Linked DNA regions of Mus musculus: region 1 is linked to region 2. A link is a contact called in public promoter capture Hi-C data. All regions are on one chromosome and are shown on one strand. Each heading gives the region's core, a stretch centred on a gene start, on an enhancer-like site or on the middle of the called end of the contact. The rest is flanking DNA. Distances are from core to core; before and after follow the strand shown.

Region 1 (7,015 bases), core at 3,238-5,737, 190 kb after region 2:
CAATTTGTGGTACATTGACTCCACAAGTATAGAACCCACAGATACAAGAGAGCTAACTCCACTCTAAGAAGCAGAACACTAAAGAGTATTTATTCTAAGTATTAATTCTTCTACAAACCCCTAATATTCTCTCAGCTCACTTCCAAAGGTCTAAAAATCAAAACACCCTTCCCCCGGACACTCAAAACTGTATCTGGTTGGGGATGATGAGATAGCTCAGTAATTTTCCTCTTGCAGAAGACCTATGTTCAATTCCTAGCGCCCACATGGTGGTTCACAACAATCCATAACTCTAGTTCCAGGGGATCCCACACTGTCCTCTGATCTCTGGGGGCACCAGACACACATGTGGTATACATACACACAGGCAAAACACCCATATAACATAAGTCTTTTAAAAATTAGATAATTAGGACATTCAGTGGGCCATGACAGCAGCGGGCCCAGCCTCTTAGGGATAGGGACATGTAAATTACAGCATGGAGGCCAACCTGAGCAGCAGCCCTCCTCATCTAAGCATGGTTTTTCCACTACCGTTGTTCAACAGGAAAAGTCTTTGCATAGCTAACAGGTGTATCTTCAGTTCTCACAGGCACTCCTCACAGCAGATGTCTTGCTTCATGCCAGTCTAGTCCCTCTTCAGCCATAACACTGAGTGTTCAAACAGCACTGTCACTAATGGACAGTATGTTGCTCTCTCTCACCCTAGAATGCCACCAGAGGTACTTAATTAAACAAAGAGAGACTACCTTCCCATCTTACTGGCCACAACTGAGAATGAGCTGTAAGATGAAATTCTCACTGCTTGTAAAGCACTATACTAAGGGCTCTAAATGCTTTAACTCAACTGATTACTATAAGGATCCTATAAGGTACTGTTACTACTCCAAGAGAAGGAAGCTGAGACACCAAGGCCAAACGCCTGCCCAAGATGAGTGGGCTATGGGGAGTGGAGACTCAAACCCAGCTGGCAGATTCCCAGGGTGGGCTCTAGTTGAGCAGCTGTCTTGGACTTCAACCAAGACCACACTTACCCTTACAGTTCTACAGCACAACCCCAAGCTGGCTCATGAGGACCTCTTTAGTCATCCTGCAGATCATCAGTATGGTCAAACATGTTTGTGTCTGGATCCTTTAAAATGTCCTATAGGTTATAAATACTACATTTGATCTTAGACAATGGATGTGGGTCATTTATTATACTATGGAACTTTTCATTAGCCAAAATTTTGCACTGTTTTGAATAAACAGAAATCCAAACTATGTGAACTACAGCTGTCAGCTACCACCAGACAATATGCAACTTTGATCCATAACACCAACGGGAATGAAGTGTGCACCTTTCCAATCACAGCTTGTATTACCATCCCCTCCTCCCCATCATTTATCCAGGCACTCCATCTTCTGGATATTATATATTATGATAAGAGTTGTCATTTGTCTTCTGGAGACAGTGTTTCATTATGTAGCCTGACTGTCCTGGAACTTCTTTGTAGAGCTAGACCAGCCTGGCCTTGAATTTAGAGATTCACCTGCCTCTGCCTAGTAAGTGCTGGGATTAAAGATATGTACTAAGGGGTTGTCTTTTTATTGATCTTGTGAATCTTTCAATCATTATGCATAACTATATTAACCCTTCAAAACATATATTGTCATTCTTTCCTCAATTCACTTAACTATGACTTACTTTTTTTCTTGCATATACACTAAGTCCTAGAAGTAATGTTTTCTTCTGATATTTTAACCTTTATGTTTGTATTTCCATTTCTCAAATAAATACTCATGTGACTGTGTGGGTGTATATACGAGTGTGTGTAAAGGCTAAAAGCCTATGTCCGCATACTTTAATTGCTGAGATTATAGACATGTGTCTTCACCCCGGCTCCTAAATTTCATACGTTTAAGTTACTCTGGTGAGCAAATAGCCCTTGACAATTAAACATCAGTTTTATTTGAGGTGCTAAGGACTAGACTCAAGATTTTTCATGCTAAGTATGTGCTCTTGCGCTGAGTAATAGCGCCAGGCTGACCATCAGGTGCTTTGTCTTGGTACCAGCTCTGGACCCAGGGCCTTACACATGCTAGGCAGGTGTTCTACCATGTGCTCTCGCTCTAGCCTGACCAGCAGCTTTGAACAAAATGTTCTAACAAGCAAACAAGTGAACCACTCTATGTAACCAAACAATCTATGCCAGCATTTTATGTATCTATAAGTTCCACTACTGATAGAAAATAGGTATAATTCCTTTCTGCAAAAGATTGATTGTTATTTTAAATTGATATACTCAACTATCAAAATCTCTTAAGTCCTGGAGTGAAGCTGGAATTCAGTACAATATCTGTAGACATAAAACACATACTTTCTACATACTTATTCCAGGTTATAAAAATTTGTCTTGTGGGTATGAAGATAAGATGTGATACTTAAAAAAAAACAAAAACAAAAAAAACACACAACCAAAAGAATGAAACAAAACATGGCTGCTGTGCTGAGTGGTGGCGCCATATGCCACACACCTCATACTTTCTACAGAATCAGTACAACTGTCCCTTTATGTTGTGGTTACAGTGCAGATCCTAGGGATGTCACCAGCCATCATCTACAAATCCCTGACCATAGAATCGAACCTGGGCCATGCATTCTACCAAACGCACAGGTTCTCTTTATTCCACATAGTATCTGCAGGAGGCATCACTTATTACACACATTTGCCAGCGGTTCCTGAAGGTCAAAGGCAGTGCAAAGCTTGATCTGAAGACACAGCAGTTTCCATTGTCCACACATCTTCCTATAGTATGTGAAAATGACTAGACTTATTTCTTAATTGCTCCCAGTACTATTTTGGAAAATTTGTTATACTTACCCATGCATGAGCAGGGTCAGTATGCAATTTAGTCTTATTCTTATGACTACATAACAACCAACACCATTTACTAAAGCAAAGTATGGTGTCGGAACATGGTCTGAGAATGGAGTCCTGTGAGGAGAATTCTAAGTGCCTGTGAGAAAACAAGACAAGAGTCTTGTGACCTCAGTTTCTTCAAAACACATAATTATTCTTGGAATGTGTTTTTGTGTCTCCCCCACCCCCTGTAGTGGATAGGAGTGAGTTTATTTCAGATTACTCAATATGTTTGGGGGGGAGAGGGGGAGAGAGGGAGGGAGGGAAGGGGCATGGGGAACGCATGTATCTGCTAAGTCCCAAGTTGAGTTTAAGGTTTTAGGTCATGTCAAGAGAGCCTTGACCACGGAGAAGACCCAAAATAACTTTGGATAAAAAGCAATAGGGACTACTAATGATGACAGATTTCTAGGCACATCTGGCAATCCAAACTCTGGTCCGAGCACATTCAGACACAGGTTATACTCCAGTGACAGATGCAAGGCTGCCTGTATGAGGCCAGCTTTACTCACAACTGTAACGGTGGTTATCTTCAAAAAGCATGGCTGAATCAAACTCAGTCTCAAGGCCTAGTTACTTAGAAGCTTCTGTACCATCAGAGTGGTTGGTGGGGGTACGTAACGGTGCCACTACCAGGAACAACTGCAAAAAGAGGACACTACAAAGCATCTCAGGAGTCTGGAGGTGCGCAGGTTAAAAACCAAAGCACAGGTGTGAAGAGGACAGGTCAATACCTTCTCATAACCCCAAGCTCCAGCATTCTTCCATGCTAGCCCGTCCCGCTCTGCCAAGCTGGAGATCTGAGCCCTCCCACTTTTGAACATTGTTTCCTTGCCTAGAATCTCTGGAAACCATCAGCCGAAGCCCTCGCTAAAGGCCGCCTCCTTCCCAGGTCTTTCTCACTAGTCTTCGGGTACCGTTACTCCGGACGCTTGGCGTTTCCCACGGTTTTTAACCTATGCCTCTGCGATCAGAACTGAACTCTCTGAAGGCAAAGGCTGGGTCCTCTTCACCTTCCTATTCCGTGCCAAAGACCTTCCCAAAACGTGGGCTGCAGACGCCACCCCCCATCCCCGGCCTCGGTTATCTAGCCGTAGCGCCCTGCATTGGCTGTGCAGGCGCCCCGCACCAAGGGGCTGGAAGTCGGAAACTTGTTAAGTTCTCGGGGTTTCCAGGACGCAAACAGGCCCGGGACCAGGACATTCCGCTGGGAGTCTTGCTGTAGCCAAATTAAAGCCAGAGTGCCCCGACCCTTCGGCGCGGGACTTCGTGCGTGTGCCACGCGAGGCCTGGACAGGGACCGCGCGGTCGCTGCGGCCTCGGGAGCCACAGGCCGAGACTGAGGCGGCGGTGGCGCGAAGATGGCGGAGGCAGCGCATCCCGGCGCCGCCCTTTTCCCCCGCGCCGCTTACCGGCAGATGGCCGCGGCGCGCGCTCGGGCTCCGGCAGGTCCCCGAAGAGGTCCATGGCGGCGGGGCAGTGGAGCGGAGGCTCCGCGCTACCCTGGGCGGCGGCGGCGGCGGCGGCGCCGTCACTCACCGCGGGAGACCCTGCCAATCGCGCGCCGCCCAGCCGCCGCCCCAGAGTGCTACGCGCGGGGGCGGGGCGGGGGTGGGCTGCGCAAGCGCACGGGCGCTCTTGGCCTGGGCATTAGGTCCCGTGATAAATTGTTATGGCGTTTCCCCGGAAAGAAGGGAGGAGTGGCGCCGAGCCTGACATCCAGACAGGCTTTTGGCCGGAGAGGCGGGTCTGCACCTGTCCACTGTTCCCTGTGTGACCGAGCAGGCAAAGCACCTTCTGACCGCCCGGGAGCAGGATGGCGCCCAGCGGGGTCTCAGCTGTCCCACTGGGATAGAGACCAGAAAAAAACACCATCACTGGCCAAGCCACAAAAGTGACAAACATCCCTCATCTCAGCCACCAAATTTATGACGCTTTACCAATTACAAAGTTGTGTTGTGTATTTTCCCTGGTCTCAGAAAAGAGCCACTCATGGAATTAATTCCTCTTCCTACCATACAATCCACAAAGACTTCACTTCCTTAAAGGTACCCAAATTTATTGACTACACACCCCAATCCTACCAGCCCTTTCCAACACCACCTTACCTGTTTTTTTTGTTTGTTGTTGTTTTTGGTTTTTTTGCCAGTGTTGTGTGGACTTCTTGGTGCAGTAGGTAACAAGTCATTGCTTCCTTGCAAATGTAGACCAGATATTCTCTAGCTGCAATAGGTGGATCCACCCAGCTGACCTCCAAGCCACTGTTTGAAGTTTTTACTGCACTCAGACAGAACTGTCTCTTCCTTGACAGATGTAGGATTTTGAAATAACAGCACTTTGTCTTTTGTCCATATATCTCATACACTTCTCAGCCCATCCCAACTTGATATCACTATGTTTTTAAAGCAGCTCTTGCTAAGTGTCTTAGGGTTTCCATTGCTGTGAACAGACTCCATGACCTAGGAAACTCTTATAAAAGACAACAATTGGGGCTAGCTTACAGGTTTAGAGATACAGTCCTTTATCATCATGGCAGGAAGCATGGCAGCATTCAAGTAGGCACGGCGTTGGAGGACCTGAGAGTTCTACATTTTCATCCAAAGGAAGCCAGGAGCAGACTTTCCTCAGGCAGGTAGGAGGAGGGTCTTGAAGCCCACCCCTAAAGTGACACACTTCCACCAATTAGATCACACCTCTTCCAACAAGGCCACACCTCCTAATAGTGCCACTCTGAGGGCCAAGCATATTCAAATCACCACACTAAACTTGATTTCCCACTCCTGCAAATAGACTCGTCGGCCACCATTCCACATGAATTCTGGCAGTGTTTGCCATGTGGCCTGTCTTTCCCTCATATGTATGGACATCTCTAATCATTACTCCATCTCTACCTGGTTTACAGCTCAACTTCTGGCTGCTAAATAAAATCTTTTGTGGAGACAAGAACTTGCTCAGTAGGCCAGGCTGGACTTGAACTCACAATGCCTCTACCTCCCCAGTGCTAGGACTATATATAAATCTCTGTCACCACCCCTGGCAATTGGAATTCTGACCTGACCCTAAGTTCTCTTCTGTTCTCTTTCCCTTCATAATCTCCATGCACACCAGGCTTGAACTGCTGCACCTTTGGACATGACTCGTTAATTTTCCTACCACCAATAGATCTCTGGGTTCCACTAAGTGCCAAGAACGGGTTATGGGTAATCACAGTACCTCAACTCCCTGACAGATTTCATTTTCTCTCCTACAAATCTTTTCCTTAGTCTGTTGCTTGACTTAAGATACTTGGGCAGAAAGCATGGCAATAGGAGTATGTGATAGGGGAGGGTCTTCAGTTCATGATGTATAGGAAACAGAGTGGAAGGACATCAGAAAGGGACCAGGATAACATAATCCAAAATGACAAGTTCTCAGTCACCTACTTTCTTCAGTATCCACTTCCCACCATCCTACCACCTGCCAACAATCTATTAAAATGTTAAACCTGCCAATGAGTTAAAACTTTCACTAGGTCAGAATCTTGTGATCTAATTGTTTCAGAAAGCACACACTCTCCTGCCCTCCCCCAACTATGCATTTTACTAATTCTGTAGACATCTGTTAATCCAGTCAAGTTGCCAGGCAATGGCCGGCGTCACAATGCCCGTGTGCAGACACTGGTGTGGACTTAAGTTTTCTGCTTCTTTGACTAGACGAGAAGAGTATGTTTGTTTGGTTATATAATGAAAGCATATTTAGTTTTGGAAGAAATTATCAGTGTGTTCCAATGTGGTTGTTCCATTTTACCTTCCCACCCATCCTGGGAGTGCCTGCTCTTTGTATCTGTGCCAGCATGCCAGCATGCCAACATTTGTTCTCAGTCCTCTGGAGTTTAACCATTCTAACATGTGTGTGGTTAAACTTTGAAGTCAAATTCTAATTACAGACAAGTGCATGAATCATAAAGCTAAATGACTTTCATAAACCACACATAGCCATATAACAAAGATCCAGAATAAAAGATTCTGTGCAGTCTACACACACACAAAGCAGGCATGACCTCCTGAGGAGGTTGCCGTTAGCCCTCGGCCCTGGAATTTGCCTGGACTTGAACTGCATGAGTGGAAAACCAC
Region 2 (6,380 bases), core at 137-2,636:
ATGCCACCAGCCTCCTGCCTGGAACAATGTCAAGACAGGAAGTTAAAGTACACAGAGAAGCCATGGCCACTGTCCCTTCTTCAGGGAGCTTCAACTTCAAGTCCCTTCCTATTTCTCTCAGGCATAACTTCCTCCCTGTCTCATGTCCCAGATTTCAACCAGAGTCAAGGACAGTCCCTCCATCCATCCAGTTAGTAAGGCTTCCTGCAGTGACAGCGAGCACCGGGAGGTTCCTGCCTCAATGCTTCCCATTCTCGCTATAGATCGACAACTCTTGATGCACATCCTGTCCCATGTCCTTCACACTGGTCTGGCATCTTACACACCTGACAATGGTCGCTTCTTACATCTGTGGTGGCCAATTCGGTGCCAAGTCCTGGGACAAATGATCTCACCTGCTGGCATGTCTCAGTGACCCTCGAATTAGCAAGAGGCAGAAGGCTGCGTCACAAGTAGCATTCAGGGGCATTCCCAGGAAGCAGGGATCCTCAGTGGAGGTTGTCAGTACAAGCTGCTGGCAACCACCTGGACCCACTTAAAGCTGCAAATATGGAGGCTTTGTGAACAGTAACTTGCTATTGCAAAGTCGCATTGAGAGTGGACACTACAGGAGTAGAATGTTCCAGATCCTTCCCTTCTCTAGTCCCTTGAAAGAGGTTGGGCTAGGACAGGAGGGCCATATGTGGTACAGTGAGTTGGTAACCTGTGTGATGAGTTGTCCCATGCAGGGGTACAGCAGGGAGGACAGCTCAAGGACACATTCAGGAAGCCCGGCAGATAGGCCCTGTAAGTCTGCTGGCTGCTATTAGAGTCACAGTTTCTTGGGAAGAAAGGGATGGGGAGAGGCAAGCTTTGGATAGCTGCCTGGAAGCTGGGGTGGAGGGTAGACTGGAGGAGACAGCCCCCTCCTTCCAGCTACCATTGCGTGCTTTGTAAGGACAACAGCAACCCTGGATGGCAGCATCCAAATATAGCATCCCGGCTGTCACGCCTAATCCCAGGCTTGGACAAAGGCATGTCCCCAAGAGTGTGGGAGCTGTTGGGCCTTACCCTGTCTGCGTATACCCTACCCTCACTAAGCTGGAGTCAAGGTCAGCGTCTCTTGGCTACACAGAGGGTCCCCATGAGAGGGTCCCTGGAGATCTCTGGTAGATCACACTCAATCCACATGTTCCCTGTGCCTCAGTAGTCAGCCACTGTGCCCTGTGTCCTCAGCCCCCAGGGCTGGGCTCACTGACATAGAACAAGCCCCCGTCCAGACCCTGATGCCAGCACTAGCAAAAAATTCTGTGACTTTGCCTCGGATGCTTGCTGAATGTTAACACTGCCTCATCTCAAAGCCCCAGGAGCTGGTGCCTGACCAGGCCTGTTCTCAGAAGTGGCATTGTGCCCACCCTCCTGGTGGGGCCTCTCCGTGGGGAGCTGGCTTGGCAGCGATGGGTTGCATCTGTGCCAGAGCCAGCTGCATGTGGGGCCAGTGATGGATTTAGAAACTTCTCTTCCTCCCGGCCTGGCAGAGGTGCCCAGACTTCTCTCTGGCCCGGAACCTGAAGAGTGGGAATGGTGGAGAAAGGAGGACAGAGGGACACGGTGCCAGGACAGAGGAGACTTCTCAGGAGAGAGAGGAAGGAGCTGCAGGGATGGGAGATGAAAAGTCTTCTGGCTCATCCAGCTCTGCACTCGCCCTCTGTGATCTCTCTATAGGATTCCTCACCAAGTACCCTGGTCTGTGGAGGGAACACATATGCCCACTGTCACAAGGCTAGCCCACTGTGATAGCAGGGTACCATGGTTTCCTGCCCTCTGAAAAGCAAGCAAGCCTTCAGCCATCTTAGGCTTATCATGCGTGCACAAGCCAGCCATAAGAGACTGTAACCTAAAGCCTCATTTCATATGCCTTTAGTTAACATGAGATGTCTATGGATTCCAAGTGGTGGGGACTTGGCCTGACCTGTCTTGGTCTCAGTAGCCCCCCTGGATCCTGACATCTGCCTTGTTCCACATTCCCCCATTGCCATGGAACCTGCTTCTCTGCAGGCTGGTCTTAGCTATGGAAGTCTGAGAGGTCATCAAGGTTCAGGAGAGGAGCAAATATTTAAGCTACGACCAGCCATTAGCCAGAGGAGCCCCAGGCCTGGGTTTGGGCTGGAGTGTGTGGCATTATTGTACCCCACTCTCCTACAAGCTCGGTCTCAATCCCCAGAAATGTTAAGAACAAATTGCAGGCTCTCTGGACTGTAGCAGTCCCCTTGGCTGGGCATTTCTCTCTCTGGGAGCAGTGGAGGCTGTCCTGGGCTCTGCTCGGTGGCACTCCCTCTTAGCTCTGGGACCATTATCCCAGATGGCCATGTAGGAGTGGGGATTCCATCACAGCTCAGCAGTCATGCAGATGACATCACTTGTGGAGATGGATAACAGCAAACTCTGTTAACCGAGCAAGACCAGGGCCCTGTGAAGAAGAGGGATACCCTTCTCCAAGCAATGTGGCCCACAGATGTGTCAAACTACCCCTCTGAGAAACACATTCCCGATGTCTCCTCACCTCCACCCCCCACCCTCAGATCTTCCTTCTCCTGGGATCAAAGAGAGAGTCCCAGCTCTGACTGTACAGGGTGTGGGCTGCATTTCCCATAGGTTGGTGAGTTGAGGACTCACCACTGCAGACCAGGTGCTCACACAGAAACCAGGCTTCCCCAGGGATCCTCTGCCTAGGTCTGAAGGCTGTAGTGAGTGGTGCCCTCTGGTGGGCACTGGAATCTCAGCTGCCATTTTTATCATTGTTCTCTGGGCCTCTGAGTGCTTGCATGCATTGGGCATCCACAATGCAGCAGGGAGTCTCCTTCTTGCCACCCAGATCCTCCCAGAATTCCTTCTCCCATCTTTGTTCCAATTTTTGGCTTTGAGAAGAGAGAAGAGATGCCCAGTGGTGGTCAGCGAGTGTCGTGTGTGCACACGAGTGAGGGAAGTGACTTGAGACTGCAGAGGTACTATACCAGGCCTGTAGTGCTGTCGCTGGTTGCTGACCCCAGGGTCTTGGCAACCTCACCCGTGCTGCCATGTCTTGAACAACACCCTTGTACTGCCTGGGAAATGGCTTTGCTCCAAAGTCAGGAGCTCTGGACAACATCATCTTAAAATACTCATTTGCCAGCCACATGGTTAATGGAAGTCGCAGGCTGGCAGAGCATAGAGACTTCTTAACACTCAGCTCCCCTCTGCATGGCACAGCACAGCCAGGGATCACTTGTGGAGTGTCCTTCTTTTCCCTCCCCCCACTGCACATCCCACACCACTCCGTGCGACTATCAGAGAGACACAGCTGGCTCAGATCCCACTGGCGCTGCCCACGCTTCCCTAGCCTAGGAAAGTGTCAAAGTGCTTTAGTCCAACAACTAGCAAGGCTCCCTCATACATCTCCCAGAACCCAGGGAAAGGTGCCCTGGTGTCTGCTGCCTCCTACAGCACTGGGCATCTCCCTGGCTTGTCTGAATACCACCAATAAGCTGGGTGGGCTGCTTTTTCCTGCGCTGGAGTGGAGACCTTCTGTGCAGACTGACTGCCCGGGTAGCCCTAGCTGTTCACTCAATGTCTGACTGTGCTGGACTGAGCAAGACTTTCTGCAGTCCAGGCAGCAGCCTCTGCCCATGGCAGAAAGTCCCTGCCATCTGTTTTGGGGATCTTGAGTTCTGCCACCAAAGGCAGCAATCACTGCCCTGAAGGCCCCTTCCTGGCTGATGGGATGGTTTCAGGCCCCACAAGGAATGGAAGCATGTGCTTGCTGAGGGAAAGGGCCTCTTCATGAGAGAGGAGGTTTCAGAACTAGCTGTGTGCTAGGATGGTGTACATGCCCAGGAGGGAGGATTGTGAGTTTGATGCCAGCCTGGACTACATAATAAGACTCTGTCTCAGAATAATGATAAGTAGGGGAAGAAGGAGGAGGAGGGAAAGAAGTGACTTTTTATCAAAAGCTTTTCAATATCAAATGGTATTTTCTCCCTTGACAGGTTGAAGTGTGGTTTTATGACAGACTTTAATGTGTTCTGTACAGCTAGATGAAGCTTGTGGGCACTTTGCGGAGGCCTTCTGTGCCTCTCCTTCCTACCTACCTTCCTTCTCTTTCTCTCTTTCTCTCTTTCTCTCTTTCTTTCTTTCTTTCTTTCTTTCTTTCTTTCTTTCTTTCTTTCTTTCTTTCTTCCTTCCTTCCTTTCCTTTCCTTTCCTCTCTCTTTCTCTCTCTCTCTCTCTCTCTCTCTCTCTCTTTCTTTCTTAGGCAAGGTCTCATAAAGAAGACTGACTTGCAGAGATATATTTGCCCTGTATCTGGACGCTGGGATTAAAGGCGTGCAGCCCTATGCACAGGGCACTGTATATTATTTACATGTTAATTTGCTGCTCTAACTTACTTACTGGTTTTATAGTTGATGTTTTTGCTCTTGCTCTCTCTCTCTCTCTCTCTCTCTCTTTCTCTCTCTCTCTCTCTTTCTCTCCCTAGATTAGGCTCTTAAGAATCATGCCTGTTCCCCCACCCACCCCACCCCCTGTATAAGCCCTGGCTGTCCTGGACCTGTGTAGAACAGGGTGGCCTCCAGGTGGTGGGACTAAAGTCATGAACCACTTTATTTGGTGGGAGGGAAAGGAACGAGGACCCAGAAAACGGGTAGAGGTAGACAGAGAGGGAGCAGAGCCATGAGGGCAGAGAAGGAGGGGACAGAGAGGACAGAGAGGACAGAAAGAGAAGCTGGCTGGAAACCTGTGAGAACAGAGAGGGATCGAGAGAAAGAAGGGAGAAAGAGCTTTTGAATTTTCCTATCCATGTTATTGTATTTAATGTATCAGTAAGTTCCTTTTTATTGGTTTTAAACACACACACACCCCTCCCACAGTGCGGGAATGCTGGTGGGGAGGGGCTGCAAGTCCACAGCATGCATGTGGAGGTCAGAGGTCAGCCTGGTGGTATCTTTCTCTCCCTCCACCTTTCCCATAGGAAGCGGACTCAGGCTGCCAGGTTTGCAGAGCCAAGGGCTTTCCCCCCCCCCCGTCTGTCTCACTGGCTCTTTCTTTTTTAAAGTCTTGATTTGGATATTTAGTGATTTTCTTTTATACACATTCTCCCTACATAGCCCACAGAGACCTCACTGGGTAACCCAGGCTGGCCTCCAACTCCTGGGGAGCCCCCCTCCCCTATGAAGATGAGAAGATGTGTCTGTCTATCAAACCTCCTTCTGTCTTAGCCTTTGGAGTCTTAGGATTACAGGACTCCCATTCACCGCTCCTGACTTTTGCTTACTATTATATTAAATAATAATAATTCACAATTCTACATTTTTCTCAGAATTCATTTTGGAGCTGATTTTATTAGCATTTACATGCATGCAGTATTGTATTTCCATGGCTGCCCTAATGGAGTGTTTTAGCATGGTGACTCTTGAACTGCTTGTCACCTTTCATTTCTGTAGAGTGCATTCTTTAAAAGTATCCTTCTTTTTTCTTTTCTTTTCTTTTTTTCTTTTCTTTTTTTTTTTTTTTCCGAGACAGGGTTTCTCTGTTTAGCCCTGGCTGTTCTGGAGCTCACTTTGTAGACCAGGCTGGCCTCAAACTCAGAAATCTGCCTGCCTCTGCCTCCCAAGTGCTGGGATTAAAGGCTTGCGCCACCACTGCCCGACCGACCTTCTCTTCTCTTCTCTTCTCTTCTCTTCTCTTCTCTTCTCTTCTCTTCTCTTTTCTTTCTTCCTTTCTTTTCTTTTTTCTTTTTTGCTAGCATTTTAGTTTTCAGTATTGTAGACAAGGAATATTTATTGTCTTATGACTTTTATTTTCGGAATTTGTTGGCTTTTCCCTGCTGCCTAATATGGATCTGGAGACTTTTGACAAGATTGTTGGTTCTTAATATTTTTTGTTCTTTTTGCAATACTTTTGGGCTAAACTTTGGAGGCATGATCAGCTCCCCTCCCCAAGGAAGATGAGAAGCTGTGTATATCTATCAGACCCCCAACCCCCAACACACACACATACACCACACACACATACACCACACACACACACACACACACACCACACACATACACACATACCACACACATATAAACACACACACATACACACCACACACATACACACACCACACACACATACACACACACCACATACATACACACCACACACACACATACACACACACCACACACATACACAACTCACATACACACATACACACCACACACACATACACACACACACACACACACACACACACACACACACACACACACACACAGGGATTTCTGGGCCATGGTGCTATAAATGCCCTTCTGCCTGTGTTTGTTCCGCACTGCATTGTGCTGCCCTGCAGCAGCCTCCAGGCCTGCTCGCCTGCATGCCAGG

What was found. Promoter capture Hi-C pulls out the DNA fragments that hold promoters and counts their contacts.
Region 1: a promoter capture Hi-C map of hippocampal neurons shows a contact between it and region 2, with 2.4 times the contacts expected there. The contact joins the promoter of Ilkap here to the enhancer-like site in region 2. A contact is called at or near these places in 2 of 39 promoter capture datasets (the HPC-7 cell line and hippocampal neurons), 3 of 115 datasets of contacts at active chromatin or transcription factors (the HPC-7 cell line, effector CD8 T cells and pancreatic cancer cells) and 3 of 9 other capture datasets (adipose tissue, liver and pancreatic islet).

The regions. Positions count from the first base shown.
Region 1 is chr1:91,394,336-91,401,350 of GRCm38.p6, forward strand. It overlaps Ilkap (integrin-linked kinase-associated serine/threonine phosphatase 2C), which reads right to left and starts at 4,488. Exons shown (of 12, transcript NM_023343.3): 1 at 4,316-4,488. The coding sequence starts at 4,370.
Region 2 is chr1:91,208,600-91,214,979 of GRCm38.p6, forward strand. The region is part of intron 2 of Ramp1 (receptor (calcitonin) activity modifying protein 1); the gene reads left to right. Among named protein-coding and RNA genes, the nearest start is that of Ramp1, 32 kb to the left of the region's middle. Within about 2 kb of position 1,387, at least 78 of the 459 cell types and tissues checked have an H3K27ac peak or open chromatin away from gene starts, as enhancers often do. A contact at or near this core is called in hippocampal neurons, where this site is marked.